2 separate regions of the Sus scrofa genome follow, and region 2 is linked to region 1. A link is a contact called in public Hi-C data. All regions are on one chromosome and are shown on one strand. The core of a region is the stretch at or near the end of the contact, and the rest is flanking DNA. Distances in the headings are between cores, read along the strand shown.

Evidence for each region. A called contact is a pair of places that touch in the nucleus more often than the background predicts.
Region 2: a Hi-C map of skeletal muscle shows a contact between it and region 1, with 6 times the contacts expected there. The contact joins two enhancer-like sites. A contact is called at or near these places in 1 of 5 promoter capture datasets (liver), 27 of 47 Hi-C or Micro-C datasets (adipose tissue, alveolar macrophages, blood and 17 more) and 2 of 2 datasets of contacts at active chromatin or transcription factors (alveolar macrophages and skeletal muscle).

What each region holds. Positions count from the first base shown.
Region 1 is chr5:9,574,288-9,577,463 of Sscrofa11.1, reverse strand. No RefSeq gene overlaps it. Among named protein-coding and RNA genes, the nearest start is that of KCNJ4, 49 kb to the right of the region's middle. Within about 2 kb of position 1,568, at least 7 of the 83 cell types and tissues checked have an H3K27ac peak or open chromatin away from gene starts, as enhancers often do. A contact at or near this core is called in skeletal muscle, where this site is marked.
Region 2 is chr5:9,787,798-9,790,973 of Sscrofa11.1, reverse strand. BAIAP2L2 (brain-specific angiogenesis inhibitor 1-associated protein 2-like protein 2) reads right to left here. Exons shown (of 14, transcript XM_003126055.6): 6 at 3,017-3,133; 7 at 2,727-2,873. Among named protein-coding and RNA genes, the nearest start is that of SLC16A8, 10 kb to the left of the region's middle. Within about 2 kb of position 1,588, at least 36 of the 83 cell types and tissues checked have an H3K27ac peak or open chromatin away from gene starts, as enhancers often do. A contact at or near this core is called in skeletal muscle, where this site is marked.

The DNA of each region.
Region 1 (3,176 bases), core at 319-2,818:
TTTCTCATCTAACTGGCGCCAGACTTCTTCATCCTGAACCTTCTGGTTATTTGACCAAAATGGACTATTGTTTGCCTGAATCACACTTTATTTTAAAAAATAAAAAGATAAGCTGATTGAATGAGCAGTCATGGGACTGGAACGACTCCGGGCTAGATCCATCACGGACTTGACTGGACTGGCCCGTTCATTGGGCTGTTTGGGAGTTTACTTTAAATTTAGCAGCATTTGGATCCTCTGGCTCTTTAAATAGGCCTGGATTTGGAAAGAAATTCAATTAAGTGGTTCTTTGCCTAAATTAATGGGATTATTTTTTGATTGAATCATGGCCGATTCTTTCAAGACTGAATTTGCCTCCTCTCTGAGGCTTTTCAAGACCTTACCAGGGAGTTCGGGGGGCGATGGAGAACGCTGACCACTTCAGGTTCACTCTGCACAGCAACTGCTTCCTCTGGGAACCGCCCCCCCTCCCCGAGGACCCCCGACTCCCCTGTTTCACAGCAGTCACGCCTCCTTGCCTGGCTTCCTGGCTCTCACTGGTGATGGTAAAAGGGTTCCAGAACTGTCTCCACATCAGGCTCTCAGTTCTTTGGGGACAGGGATTGCAGATTCACCTGGTCTCAGGGCTTGGCGCCGGTCTTAGCCCAAAGCAGGGGGCATGGGCCAGCGCAGGCATGAATTCAACTGAACTGACCCCAGGTCTTCTGACTCCAAAGCCTCCCTCCCACTGGGTTCTTCTGAGAGAAGGGAGGGGGTTTCTAACTGACATAGGGTGGGATTATACCCTGAGTCCCCCGTCACTCCACTCCCAATCCAGCGAGCCAGCATCTAACACCCACTATGACATAGCTCTAAAACGCAACTGCCTTTACAGTTTGCAATTTTATTTTATTTTATTTTATTTTATTTTATTTTATTTTATATTTTATTTTATTTTATTTTTCAGGGCTGCAGTGCAGCGTATGGAGGTTTCCAGGCTAGGAGTCGAATCAAAGGCTGCAGCTGCCAGCCTAGGCCACAGCCACGGCAGCACAGGACCCAAGCTGCATCCTCAATCTATACCGCAGTTCACAGCAATGCTGGATCCTTAACCCATTGAGCGAGGCCGGGGATTGAACCCGCGTCCTCATGGATACCAGTCGTGTTCTTAACCTGATGAGAAACAACGGGAGCTCTGAGAAGTAGATTCTTCACCTCTCTTTACAGCTGACCTCCCTGGGGCTCAGAGAGGGGTGGAGCCTCACCTAAAATCACACAGCCAGTGGGTAGGGGGCCATCAGGACTCCAAGCTCCTGTAGGGCCGGGCGGAGGCCAGGGGGTGTGCGGGGCAGTGGAGAGATCTTAGGGAGGGCCTCCTCCTGTGCTTGAAGGGTAGAGGGCTGAGGGCTGGGGAGGATGGCAGGGCCTGTGGCCTGAGCTGTGAGATGGGGCAGCAGAAGGTCAGGGAAGATTCCACAAAATCCTGGGAGATGAGGAGGTGGCCGGCAGGAGTGGGAGGAGGAAATGGATATGGACTCACGCATTCGCGCATCAGCAGACTGGAGGGCCTGCCAAGGCTAGTCCTGGGTGGGGCCTCGGAGGGGCCTGGCATGACACCCAGCTCGCTGCTCACAGGAGGGGCAGGGGCTGGGGTGAGGAGCTGGAGGGAGGTGACTGGCCCTCTCCTTGCAGGGCGAGGGAAGCTACCCGGGAGGGAGAGGGCAGTTTGGCCTGGGGGGTTAGTCTGGAAGATACCGAGGGAGGAGGAGGCGTTGGCCTGGCAGGGAAATGATGATTCTGAGGCCGATGCTTAGGGAGTGCCCGCTGTGCACCTGGCTCCATCTACAAGCTCTCCACCAGCTGACCCAGCTCTCAGGCCTTCCTGGGAGCTGGTGCTGTCAGTATTGCCAGTTAACGTCTGGAGAACCCTGGTGTTGAGGCCAGTGCCTTGTTCAAGGTCACGCAGCTGGTAAGAGGCTGGTGTGGCTTTGAATGCAGGCGGGAAGGATCTCAAGCCTGGCTCCTAACTAGGCTGCCTGGCCTCACCGCGCCTGGGGTCACCAGGCAGGGGGACCAGCAAACCGATGGCAAGAAGACTTGGGTTCAAGCACCACCCCCACCCGCCGTGTACTTGTAACTGTGCAACCTTGACCTCTCTGAGCCGCCACTTCAGATGCGGAAGGGATCCTGTCTGAAGTTCATGGAGATAGGGCCCTGTGCCTGGCATATACCAGGCACTCGGTAAACTGGGGTCCCTTCCCTCCCTTGTGCCCTGAGGAGGTCAGGGTCAAAGAGGCATAGGGGCTTCCCTCCCGGGGGTCTAGAAAGGTCTTCTTGTCCAGCCCCCTGTGTGTACAGAGAGCAGGCTTCTCTCCAGCCAGAGGTGGGTCCCCGCGAGAAGGAAATTCTTTGAACTTCTTAATGATGATGGGGAGGCGGTGACAGTAGCGACGAAGATGACGGTGGTGGCAGCAGTAGTGACGAAGCTCTGGCCCCTCCCTGGCATTCCGGCCAACCCGGGCGGGTTCAGCCAAGTGCTGGGCATAGCTCTGGGGGTGTGTGAGTGTGAGTGCCCAGAAAACTCCGCCTCGGGGACTGACGATGGCCTCGGTTCTGTCAACAAGGGTGCCCTGGCCTCAGGTCACAGCCCTGGATGATTCCCTCGGCCCCACCTCGACTGTCCTCTGACCCAGCGTGTCCTGGGGGATTGACTCCCAGGAGACCACACTTCCTAGAAGTTCGTAACCAAAGTCCAGAGGAGGGGACACTTGGCTGCTGAGGGCACACAGCAGATCTTGCCCAGCAGGAACCCAGGGCTCCTGACACCTCTCTCCGCCTCCCCCACTTGTTCCCACTGAACTAAGAGGGTGGACGGGAAAGCTGCTTAAAACCAATCCCTTTAGCCGATCCTGCCTGAGCCTCTACTGTGCTCTGGCACCAGGAAGGGTATGGAGTTCAGAGACACCTGACCCTGGGAGTTCCCGTCATGGCTCAGCAGTAACAAACCCAACTAGTACCCATGAGGACGTGGGTTCAGTCCCTGACCTCGCTCCGTGGGTTAGGGATCTGACGTTGCTGTGAGCTGTACACACGGCTCGGATCCTGAGTGGCTGTGGCTGTGGTTGCTGTGGGCCGGCCGCTATAGCTTCTATCTGGCTCATAGCCGGGGAGCTTCCACGTGCTGTGGGTGCAGCCCT
Region 2 (3,176 bases), core at 339-2,838, 210 kb before region 1:
ATTCAACTCAACCCAGAGTGGGAACAGAACCACGAGGAGACAAAGGAAAGAAACGAGACATCCTAGAGGACCCAGTGGATACTGAGGAGAACCCAGCAAACCACCCGGACAACTGAGAGAAGGGGGTGACAAGCTTCACGGGAGTTGATAAAGGTACTTACTGCCAAAGAGCTTCTTACCCAGACAAAGCATGCTATTTTTTGGGGGGGGGGCGCTGCTGTGGTGTGCAGCAGGTTGATGTGGGATCTCAGTTCCCAGACCAGGGATTGAACCTGGGATGCAGCAGTGAATACACTGAGTCCTAACCACTAGACCACCAGGGAACTCCCCAAGCACGACTGTCAGATTTAAAATTGAAAAACGAACTAGAGAGAGGACAGTTCTCTTGCAAACAGAATCAGCAGCCTGTAGGTCAAAGGGGGAGAAATATCTCAAAATACAGAGCAAGAATAAATGAATGGTGAGGGAGAAGGTGGTTATAAATGTGAAGGTTCAAATGACTGGAGTTCCAGGAGAAAAAGAAATGATGGCAGAGAGAGAACAACTGAAGAAACAGAAGAGGAAAGAGCTCCCCGGATCTGAAGAAAGATTTGAACCCGCAAGCTGAAGGGGCATCGACCCAGAGCTCAGTTAGGTGGTTCCCGGACAAGTTCCTGAGTTCCAAGGACGCAAAGAAAATCTCCAAGCATCCACAGAGAAAGAGCCAGTTATTTCAAAGGGAAAGGAGACAGGCCAGCACCTGACTTAGCATTGACAACACACAGCACTAGAAATCAGGGGCAAATCCTCTTGAACCACAAGAGAAAAGAGCCTGAAGCTCTGGAGTCCTTCGACCGGCCACTACACCCCTCCTCACCAGTGAGGGTTAAAGTGAGACATTCGCAGAGATGCAAGGACTCAGATAGTGTATCTGCAGAAAATACTTATGCAAGTTCTCCAGCCACACCAATGAATCAAAACAGAAACGTCAAGATAGTGGGAGGTGAAAAGGATTGAAAATAGTGGTAAGCAGTGGATCTGATCATATGTGCAGTGAAATGTTCGTGGAGGATCGTGGAGCACCGGCGATGGTCATATATGTAATCTAAGCACAAATTCTTGAAATAGAAGGGCTATCCTGCCAAAAATGACTACTGAAGGTCTGGAACTAAAAAATCCCCAAGTTTCTTAGCAAAACCAAGAAGCAGGGGTTAGGAAGGATGAGAGGAGGCGTAAAGACTTTGCAAGCCTCATCTTAGAGTACCAGGGAGGGCAGGAATAGCTTCAATATTATGGAGAGACGGGAGCCATGGACCAAGGCGGGGGGCGGTATTTTTTGAAAAAGATAGTAGACAAACATATGTGATTTTGAAGGTCACAGAGTGAGGCTATCCTGAGCTGAGATGAAAAGAACAGTAGAATTTCCGAATTAATACAGTGGAGATGGATGTGGAATTAATTAAACAAATCTCAACTAAAATTGGAGCAGGGACAGGCCCCTAGGGGGAGCTCTCATGCCCTGCCAGGCATCTTTGACTATTCCAAGGAGAAAGAGACGCAAGGCTTCATTTCTTACGGGAGGGTGTTGCCTACTTTACCATCCGGCAGCCGCGGACTATTTCTCCCTCCAACCCCCATCCCTGTGAAAGCCCAGCCAATCAGACTGCCCCAGCTCAACCAATGAGAAACCTCCATATTTTGGACTTCCGGCTTCCTCCAATGGACTTTTTGGTTATTACAGCCCCTCCCCACTACCCTCTCTTCCCCATAAAAGGAAGCCCTCCAACTTTGTTCTCTGGGTTTGCCCATGGTCTGAGACGGTTAGCATATTCTGAATTGCAATTCCTTTGCCTTTTCCTGAATAAACTTGCTTTTGTTGGTAAAATTACTGGCTATTGTATTATTAAAGTTGACCGGGAAATGCACAGTTCAGCTGACAAGAACAATAATGGGAGAAAAAGAGATGATAAAGTAAATATAGTTAATCAAGTTATTCAGAAAGAATAAAGAAGGTATATTAGTTATTACGTTAAACGAGAATGGACTGAATTCTTTTACTGGTAGACGCAGATTGTCAGACGGGTCAAAAATAAAAACTGAGCTATATCTTTGTAACAAAACATTTAAAAGATACGAAAAGAGCAAGTAGGAAGCGCAATATTAATGTCAGATAATGTGGAATTAAAAATATCAGACTGCTGTAAACCAACTATAATGGAGAAGATAAAAATCATTAAAAAATCAGACTGGTTTTTGAGCGATATTAAATAAGTAAATCCAATATTTACAGAGAAGGTATAATAGTCCAGGCACAAACCCCATAGCAGCTAAAGGCAGAAAGTGAAATCCATTATAAACACGATTGTCTAGCGGACTGAACAAAGCAAGAGCATAGAAGATTTAAATAATATAAAATTAATAGACAATAATTGAGTAAACCTACGAGTTAATCATTTCGTGAATCGGGACTGTATGTAAAGAATGAAAAAGTAAATGGTTCACACTTAAATGAATAAATGCATGAGCTAGTTAATGAATGTGAGAATTAAAAAAATCATAGCTCAACAAATGAATGACTATCTGATGACACAAATAAACACAGAAACCAATTAAGAAAGAAATCGATGGAGAGAGAAAATAAATACCTACATAGTGGAAGAAGGGAAAAGGGAGGCCGGGAGGGGCGTTCCTGGGCGCAGCCCCTAGAGGGCGCCATCAGCCGCCCCCCATCCCCAGCCCCAGCTCACCCGGCCAAAAAACTGCAGGAAGGTGTTGGAAAGCAGCAGGTGCTTCTCGGCCAGGAAGCGATAGCGCCGCTTCTCTTCCAGTTCAGCTGCCCGCTGACTCTCAGACACGAAGGCCTGCATCTGCGCATGCAGCCGGTTCACGCTCTCCTGGAGGAAAAGGGATTCTGGCTGGAGGCAGAGGGTGGGTCCCTCACCCCGCCCCCCGTCAGTGCCAGCTGTCTGAAGTCTCTCTCCTTCCTGAACCAGCCGCCTCCCTCTGGAGGCCTTCCCTGAGCGCCCAGCCCCTGCACCTTCATCTCCCGTGCGTTCTTGTCTCTCTTGCGCTCCATACGCCATAGCTCTGACATGCACTTCTCCAGGTTGGCGGCTCGGTGGCGGTACTCCATCTCGTAGTGCTGGCGGCTGTCCTTGGATGGGGTGAAGAGAGGACAAAGAGCTCAAGGCACGCGG